2 separate regions of the Mus musculus genome follow, and region 1 is linked to region 2. The links are chromatin contacts, called in public Hi-C maps. All regions are on one chromosome and are shown on one strand. Each heading gives the region's core, a stretch centred on a gene start, on an enhancer-like site or on the middle of the called end of the contact. The rest is flanking DNA. Distances are from core to core; before and after follow the strand shown. Region 1 overlaps Dcx (doublecortin). Region 2 holds the start of Capn6 (calpain 6).

Evidence for each region. A called contact is a pair of places that touch in the nucleus more often than the background predicts.
Region 1: a Hi-C map of muscle stem cells shows a contact between it and region 2, with 2.8 times the contacts expected there. The contact joins the enhancer-like site here to the promoter of Capn6 in region 2. A contact is called at or near these places in 1 of 39 promoter capture datasets (the 3T3-L1 cell line), 6 of 484 Hi-C or Micro-C datasets (the N1E-115 cell line, muscle stem cells, myocytes and 1 more) and 2 of 9 other capture datasets (adipose tissue and liver).

Annotation. Positions count from the first base shown.
Region 1 is chrX:143,882,598-143,887,388 of GRCm38.p6, forward strand. The region is part of intron 3 of Dcx (doublecortin); the gene reads right to left. Among named protein-coding and RNA genes, the nearest start is that of Dcx, 48 kb to the right of the region's middle. Within about 2 kb of position 3,349, at least 19 of the 459 cell types and tissues checked have an H3K27ac peak or open chromatin away from gene starts, as enhancers often do. A contact at or near this core is called in muscle stem cells, where this site is marked.
Region 2 is chrX:143,824,882-143,829,507 of GRCm38.p6, forward strand. It overlaps Capn6 (calpain 6), which reads right to left and starts at 2,531. Exons shown (of 13, transcript NM_007603.3): 1 at 2,328-2,531.

The DNA of each region.
Region 1 (4,791 bases), core at 2,099-4,598, 59 kb after region 2:
TCTTTTTCCCACCACTAATTTTCCTCCCACCCCAATGCAATCAGGAATCCACCTACATCCGGCTCTGGCAAGGCTGCTCTTGCCAAGATCAACAACTACTTGCATATTGTCCAATCCAATTCCACTTTCTAGCCTCATCTTTTTTTTTTTTTTTTTTTTTTTGGTGGCCCATACGAGGAATGAACCTGTCTAGCCTCATCTTAACACAGCAGCATGAACGGTCATCAGGTGTATAAGTCTTCCCTGGACACTTTGCCTTCACATGATCTTATTCCACCTGGAAACTTTATTTCATTTTTTTAACCAATTCATAATGAAGTGATTTCTGCTATGTTTCTGATAGTTCTAATATCTGAAGTCTATTGTGAGTTTATATCTGGGTGATTTAAATCATTTGGAATCCTGAGGAAGCCTAGTTTGGAGAAAGTTGTAAGACTTTCAAAGGTTGGATTTTTTTTGGTATTTTAATTTTTTATTAGATATTTTCTTTATTTAAATTTCAAATGCTATCCCGAAAGTTCCCTGTACCATTTCCCCGCCCTGCTCCCCTATCCACCCATTCCCACTTCTTGGCCCTGGCATTTCCCTATACTGGGGTATATAAAGTTTGCAAGACCAAGGGGCCTCTCTTCCCAATGTGTTGGATTTTTTAAAGTCAACTTCTGTGTTGGTTTTGCAATCACTTGCTTAAAAACAATGTAACCCTTGTCTCTGTAAAAGCCCTTCTCTTGAAGCACCCTACACCTTCCATGGATTGTTTTCTTTTCTCCCACTTTCAAGTACATCCTGAGTACTGTCTCCTACTTCCCTTGCTTTACCTCATGGTGGTGGTCGGTTGGCCTTAGAAAACAATCTTGACATGCTGACTGTGATGTTGATACCTATCTCCTGCTATTTATACCATTCTCTGGCAATTCTCAACCCTTCTATGGTGCTTATTCCCATGGCAAGTAATATCAGACCAACTCCCTCTCATCCTCCAACCCTAAAGAGCAATAGTTCTCAGTCTTTGACTCAACAACTTGTCCTCAGAAGACCTTTTCACAGGTACTTGGGTAGTAAGATACTGTGAGAGACTTTCGGAATATAGGAATATATTGTATTTAAGGTCAACTTATTTTTCCACTAGTCTTCTTAATCAAATAGCCAGCAGTGACTCAGTTTACTCTAATCTTGAATGTCCTCAAGACTGAAATCTAAGAAGTCAGAACTCAACTGAGATATTGACGCTCAAATTCATCCTTTGTTCATTCTTTCCAGTCATTATCTTGGCTTGGTGAAAGGCCACAGTTGTTCTGCATAGCTTTTGCTAATTTGCATTTGTTAATCAATTGCACATCCATTACCCCATTTGGTTCATTAGCCCCACCCCTTTTAATACAAAAACTGGGGGCCCATGAAAGTTAAGTGATCTTTACGGGTCATATTTCTAGTTAATGACCCAACTGATATGAGAACTTGATGGAACTTATTCCACTCTGACACAGAGTGCCTAAGACAAGCAGCAAAGGCTCCTGCCACCTGAGACAGGGAAACCCTGGGTAAGGAAAGACAGAAGGAGAGTTGGGATAGCATTGGTTTAAGAAAGAGGAAGCACAAAGAGGAGACTGGGAGAAAAAAGACATTCTACTCTATTTTCCCAGGAGCTGGTTTATGATTTAATAACCTGATCTTAGGTAATGCCAGCCTCTTGGAAACCTGGTAACCCCTCACTACTGAGGGGTGTTTTTTCCCTTAGTTTTCTTTTGCCACTTTTCCCAACATTCTGTACCAGTTCCCACTGGAGGCCTCTCAGGCTTGCGAACAGCTGCAGAGGTGCTGGAGTTAGGCTGTTGAGTCCATGCCCAGGACTGACACCTGCCCTTCCATGGGGCCCTGGGGACAAGTTGGCTCAGAAAAACAGGGACGAGACAGAACTCCATTCATCAGAGAGAACTGGGGTGGAAAAACCCTGCCTGATCCCTTGGCACCATTAAACTCTTAGATTGGCCCCGGGCCCACACAATTTCAGGTTCTGTTTAGTAAGGTGAATTAAAAAGGAAGGAGCGCGCATTTGCAGGACCGATTGCAATCATCTATTGCATATAACAGTTATCTGTTGCTGCCTGTGATCACGGCATGGTAAAGGCAAAGTTGTAGAATCAAATAGAGTAAAAAATACCTTTTTTTTTTTTTTTTGTAAAGAAAGCTGCGTTGAAAGTGAATATTTGCCTCTGGCTCACTGCATTCTCTCTGGACCTAGCTTCCTCTCCTGTAAAGTAATGATGCTGAACTGTCAAGGTTTATGCTTTCTTCCTGTCACAAATCCTTTGGAGAATTTGACAAAATCTATGGCTTCTCCCAAAGGGGGAAAAATGTGCCTAGATCGTTCTGTTTCAGTATAACTGGGACTGTGGTGGGGGAAGGGTTGTAAAGAATGTCCCTGAAGCCCATCTCGAGATTCTGAGAGTCTCTGGACTGGTTGATTTCCGAGGACTCTTCTAGCTCTGACAGTATGAAACATTCCAGGTTGGACACAGTTAATGAGCAGATACACTCTAGCCAGAAAGCTGGCAGCTGTTGTGGAATCACAGAGGCTTAACTGTACCCCCCTTCCCAGGCTTCCTGAGACTCCATTCCAAGGGAAGCAAAAGGATGTAAGCTCATTCTCTGCAAACTAAGTCCAAGGGAAGCAAAGGAGTGCAAACTGATTTACAGCAATGCAGAGACCTGAGTGTGCCTCAGGCTATTGCCTCCCAGGTTGCTAGAGTTTAACAAAGATCTGAACTTTGCAGGAATGAGTAGACAGGAGAATCATAGCCTCTAAAGATTTTTTTTCATGACTGATTTTGGATAGTACAAAAAAAAAAAAGCATGACTGTTCAATTGGTAAAAGGTATAGAAGGCTATCAGTAATGTGCTGAGATTTTTCTTAGGAGCTTCTCAGTGTGTCCAGAGAACATACAATGACCATAAACCTGCTACATTTCCTTACATATTATCTTCTCCTTTGCAATTTTGTATTTTGTTCTCCCTGCCCTAAAATGTCAAGGGAGAAACAAATCAAGAAGTTCCATAGGATTTTCAGTCAAGGTTTCTGTGCAAAAATATATGAAACAGAGAGTGGATACCCTAAGTAGAGTTTAGCAAAGAGGACAGATTGCAGAAGTGGAGAAAGAATACACAGAGGAGATACTGTGGTATCACAGAGACATCAGCAGTGAGCTCCATTACCAGTCTTAAACTAAAGAAAAAGGAGCAGCTGCCAGAACTCAGAGAGGAGGAGGGAATGTCAGTTGTATGAAGAGGACTCACTGTCACGAGTCGTGACCTTTAGTAGAGATAGCTAGCGACCTCTCAGGCAGGGTGCCAGGGGATAGATAGCCTAATTTCACTAAGTTTTTTCCTCCTGGCCTACGCTCAGCTGGCCAAGCACCACTGTAATCAGAAAGGGAGCCTCCTCATTAGGTTCAGCTTACAAGGTCATGTAGCAGTGAAGAATAGGGCAGAGTGGAGAATGTGCCTGGAGGGGAAGTCTTGGAGCATGTGTGTACTATTGTACAAAGGAGGAAGGAATTGTTGTGCCCTGAAACAGAGAAGCGGTGTGGATGTCACCTCAACAATATTAATATTGTTTTACAGATGCTCTTCTCACCTCTTCTATATTCCAGGTTATGACAATTCCTTCCCTGCTTTTTTTTTCCAACCATGGCTCATATAGTCACTAAACTGCCTTGGCCAAGGTTTCTCCTCCATTTCTTCTTCCCTGGCCTTTGGATATGTCATTTGATCCATTTTTCCCCTTCCAGTATAAAGGATACTGTTAAATGAAAGTGGTAAAGAAAGGGGAATGGAGAAATGGCAGGTAAACAAGAACTTAGAGTGCATTCATATGCTTTAGAATGCAGTTACCAAGAAGCAAAAGATTGCTCACAGTTGTCCTCAATTTAGATGTAAACCATATGGTCGTCAAAACTACACCCCAGGAGCAGAAGCACACTAGCATTTGCACTTGAGTGGCATATAAGGAAATTCTGGCAGTTCCATTAACTGTGATGGAGGTGGTGAGCCAACGTGAGAGAACACTTCGGAAGAATGAGGTGTGATAATTCTTATTATTCCGAGATTGCTGCTTGGAGAATGATTTCGAAATGGTGAATCCTAAAAGCCACAAGGCCAAGTGTAGAGCTTCTAGAGCAGTGACATTGGGGAATTTTTGTTGAGCATTGTGGTCATAATAAGTTGGGGTGTGCCATTTGTGAAAGCTGTGCATGCCACAGAGTACACCACACTTCACAGAGCATCTCCCTACAGATGTTCCTATTGTCTATTGCTATGTACTTTTTGACCCTTGGCCTTACCTCAAACCCAGTAAAAGTTTATTTCCTAGTTTCCAACTGCTTTACTGGTTAATGACTCAGCCCTCCTCCGTCTGGGTTTTGGAACCTCTTCTAGTCTAGGCATCCTTCTAAGATTCATGGTTTTACTACAAGCCTGTTTTCCTCATTCCATTAAGAGACCAATAGGGCTTGGGGGTTGATAATTACACTGACGCTGGTTCCCCCTGAATCTCTGTGAAGAAGGTGTCAGTTCGAGGAAAGAAAAAAGTCAGTGAATTTGTACAAGACAGACAGACAGACAGACAGACGGGGAACAGAGGTGAGAGTGCGGGGGAGTGGGGGGTGTTGGGAGGGGGGCACAGCAAGCTGTCAGTTGACCATAAATAGAAGCAGAGAGGTGTCCTACACTACAGCACTTTAGACCCAGGTAAGCAACTGTTTTCACATTTTAAGAAAGCTGGGAGTAGATGTT
Region 2 (4,626 bases), core at 1,281-3,780:
CCCGAGAGAACAGTGCTTGCCATTTCTGCACAAGGGGAATCTTATCTTCCATCTGTGGTCACATATCTGCCAGAGCACTCTGAAGTGGCTGTTGACATTCAAGGTTTTGTTGGCCAGACACTCTGGGATCAGAAAGGAGCCTTCAGAGTTCCCTAATCAACTCTTCTGTTTTCCATAGGATATATTTACTCTGTCCAGAGAGAGGACTGTGTTCAAAGAAGAAAGAGCACACCACAGACAGTGTTGAAAAACTACATCAAGAAGTAAAAGACACTTCAAAAATCATAAACAGAACATTTTCAGTCAGGAGGTTCACAACCGTTATTGCAGTAACATCTTTCACCCTCAGTTTCCCCATAGGCACAACAGGAAGATGATGGCTTCCCTGCCCATCTCGGGGTGTTATTTGGAAAAGCTAATGAAGTTAATGAAGTATGTGAGCGTACTTTTGATTGTTAAGAATAAGTTAACATTAGCAGTTATATTAGGAAATGTTTAATTTTAGCAAATAAAATCTCATTTCTTTGTAGAAACAGAGGAAATATGATCACATGCTTAAAATAAGACACACACTGACATTTAAAAGACCTATATAAAATGGCCATTCCTTACTCCCCACTCCACCTTCCATTTTTGGCTGACTTGCTGATTTGGTTGACTAAACTTATCCTAAAAATCTAGTTTTACAGTCCTTTGAGAATCTAATGCGAATTTTTATAGAATTTTTTTTTCTGGAAGAACTCTTAGAAATCAGTTAATACACATTTTTCACTGTAATGTGAAGAGACTTTGCCAGGGTTACATAGTAAGAGAGTTGGTACTAGAATGGGGACCTATTGATGCTTTCTCCAAAAGTATATTTTGAAACAAAAAAGAAGAACTGTGAGAAGAAGGGCAGCATGCAGACAGAAAGAACAAAAATATATTGTTCTCTTTTTGCAACAATGTACATAGAAGTCTTACATTTGAATTGCAAACTGTCAGAAGGTGATATGATTTGAAATCAAGGCTAACCAAAGAAACTTTTGGGGTCACAATGGAGCTGTTTTCTGCTTTTAAATTTAGGAACGGAAAATTTGCAAGGATATAGAAAGTCTGCTTTTTAACCTATTCCTGACCATGTAAGCCTTTAAGCTGTTCCCTGGACCATTGGAAACTCTCACAACGAATAAAGAATGCTGCTCAAGTACAAAATACTCGCCCCTTTGTGTATACCCAAGCACATGAGTGCATAAGTATATGCACAAGTATATGTGCATGCGTTCCTGCTTGCCTGTGTGAACACACACACACACACACACACACACACACACACACACACACACACGAGCAAGAGAGGGGGCGAGCATGCACAGAAACACACGAGGAAGTTGTTAATTAGTAACACCCCCAAATTTTTGTTTATTCATTCAGGCCATAAAGAGAGATCTTAATTCCACAACAGAGATGAGCAAATGAATCATTTGCTGAAGTTTAATAAAAATATAATACAAAGCATGAAGCATTTTGCTGTGACAGGCAGAACAATCAGCATTTTCCAATGTGATTTTTACCAAACTTTTTTCTAAATTCTCACACCCACTTGTTTCCATTGCAATGCGTGGCAGTTCCCTTTTCCTGACCCTGGCTGAAGCCAGCTCTGGTCAAGTCTCCAGTTAAGCCCCAACAAAAGTGGAGTGGGGTGGAGTGGGGGATGGGGCCTTCACTGCAATTCAGAATTTAAACCAAAGATAGAATCAGAGGGAAACCAAACCAGGCCCAGGAACTGATAACAGAATAGCAAGATCAACCTGTCACCCGGGCAGGAAGGTCCCGAGGCTGTGCAGACAGGGTGTTAAGATAGCTTAGGCAGCCACTCCTTCATTGTGTAGCAGCCAGTGGCCTGTGCACACAATTTCAAACTCTTACAGAATGTAGGCACGGAGTGTGGCTCCGTGATTGTGCCTGAATTTCAAGACTTTGCCTATCACTCTGCATCCAAGGAAAATAGATGAAGCAGTTAGCCAGCCAGCTTCTCTCTTCACACTCTTCTCCCAGGTTTGTTCTTGTTGACCAAGTGTTTACGAACAGAACATTCACAGAAAAACGGACCAGCTCGCTCCCAGAAACCGTTTAGCGCAAAACCATCAAAATCACTGCGTTGAGCCCCCCAGATTCCAACTCATTTTAGATGTTTCAAAACGGCTATTAGCGTAAACGTGTACACAATTCTATCCAGACGAACCCTAACATTAATAGGTGCAAAGTTTGTTTAACTTTACAGCTTAAGTTCCTTTGCTCTGAAAATAAAACTGTAAACTAAATTTGTGGGCGCATGCTCTACTCACCTGAGTTAGCTCAGGAACCCTGCTGCTGCTGCTGCTGCTGCTGCTGCTGCTGCTGCTGCTGCTGCTGCTGCTGCTGCTGCTGCTGCTCTTAGCCAGGTAACCCCACTAAGTCTGTTCGGCCAGTGCAGCTGAACAAAGATTCTGGCTTTCTTAACCTGGAAACTATTTGGGCTGTACCAAGCTCTGCTCACAGGGGGAGGTGCCTCACAGCAACTTCAGGAGCCTTTGCCCCGCCCAGCACTCAGAAACTGATCCTGAGTCACGAGGAAAATCTGGAAGGCGGCCCTGCCAGATGTGCAGATGGGATGCCCACTCCAGATCCACCCACCAGTAAATTGGAAAACCCAGAAAGCCACATTTGAAAGGCCTTTCTGTTTCAAGGAGAAATAGGACTTTCAGGAAATGGGCCTGATAGATTTCTAACTCCTCTGTCCCAGGGGCGGGGGCGGAGGGGGGGGGGTGGGCTGCAGACATGGACATTACTGAAGAGAGAACATGGAGAGCAAAAATGTTCGAATGTTGGCAAAGTTCTAGTGAGCTAGGCTGCAGACATGTCCCTAATAGCCACTTCTATGATAGCAACGGGGACTTCGGCATCAAGTGGGAATGAAAGGGCACCTAATAGGTTGCAGGAGGATAATGGTCACTTTGTGAAAAAGCAAGTAACATTTGGCCAAAGGCAGAGAGAAGGGAGGTGAGTGGAGTTTGATTCCATGGCAGCTGCTAGAAGCTCGATTTCTAGCAACAGTGCAGTGTCGAGATTCTGCCAAGCAGTGTCTGGTGAAAGGCAGAGCAAATAGCTGTTTGCTGTGAAAGACCAAGCAAGAAGTGTTAGTGGCATGCTCAGCCCGCTCTAAAATAACTCTGTTGAATCCCACTTGAGGCCCGGATCTGCCTTTCCTGAGGTTTTCATTGAGACACAGTTTAAAGGCTGCGATTCTGATGATTTTGGGTGTCTATTTCACGTTCACAAAATTTTAACACCACCATCTTCTCATTCGACAGATTTCCTGCCCTGTGTGCTGATTACCATTGCATCAAAAATTAACACTCTCTGTCTCTACGCCTCTACCAATCCATGCTATGGTTATTTAAAGATCTGAGAAGTGAAGGAAGACAGGTAGAGGAAAAGGGAGGGTTGGGAGAAAGAGAGGGAGAAAAAGAGGGAGGAGGGGGTGGGGAGGGAAGGGGAGAGGGAAAAGTATGCTTTCCCTACTCACTGGCTGCATACCAATATTTTGTTTTATGAAACAGATCTGAACATTTCTATAACTAAATCTCCAAGACTCTCCTCTGACATTTCCTTTGTGGCTTTTTTATACTAGATGGAAATCAGTCTAGAGTTGGGGTAATACAAAAGGCTAGAAGGAGAATTGGACATTTAAATATTGTCACCCAATTTGGCTCAAGAGCAAGCTATTTCTTAAGCAAATATGACTTATGTAGGACTTTGGCATTGTAATTAAGGGAGGATGTTTACTCTAGGCTTATCTACAGCCATCATTTCAATCTCCATAATTTTCAAGTAAGTAAGAAATAGTAGAATCTGAACATTAGCATTAAAGAGTCTCTACCTTGTTGCTCAGTGCTGAAGTAGCCTCCAGATAAGCTGAAAAAAAAAACTCATCCCTTATGTAAAGCAGTTTATTCTATATTTGACCATTCCCCAATTGTTAAACTGTTGTCCTTAGATTGAACAAACACGTTAGGTTCACACAAACTATGTGTAATTCTTTTTTTTTTTTTTACACAATAGCCATTTAGAAGATCTACCAAGCCATTCCTGATCAGATAAGCATGCTTAGGCCTTTTACAGCATGCCTCATTGGATATAGTCACCAGATCCTTTTTTTTTTTTTTTTTTTTTGAGCTTGCTGTCTTTTGAGCACAAACCTGATCTCTGTGTAGTTTACAACTTAATTAAAACCTTCTGTTGTTTCTTCCATGAACTCTTATTGTGTGCTTCATTGTGTATCTGTACAACTGGTGTTATATTTAACTTCCATGGTGAGCTTGTATCTATTCTCAAAATCCATCTACTTATGTGTTTCAATCTATTGCTTTTCTCAAACCTTATTTTCAGTATCACGTATTATTATTAAGTGTGTTTTTGAGGAAGTTGGTAACATATTTCCTGGACATTTAACAGAGATATCTGTATAGACGTGTGTGTGTGTGTGTGTGTGTGTGTGTGTGTGTGTGTGTGAGTGTGAGTGTATGTGTGTATATGTATCTATTATATACATGTAATAAGTGAATGCATTTCTACACTAGTATTTACACATCTTATTAATCTCTA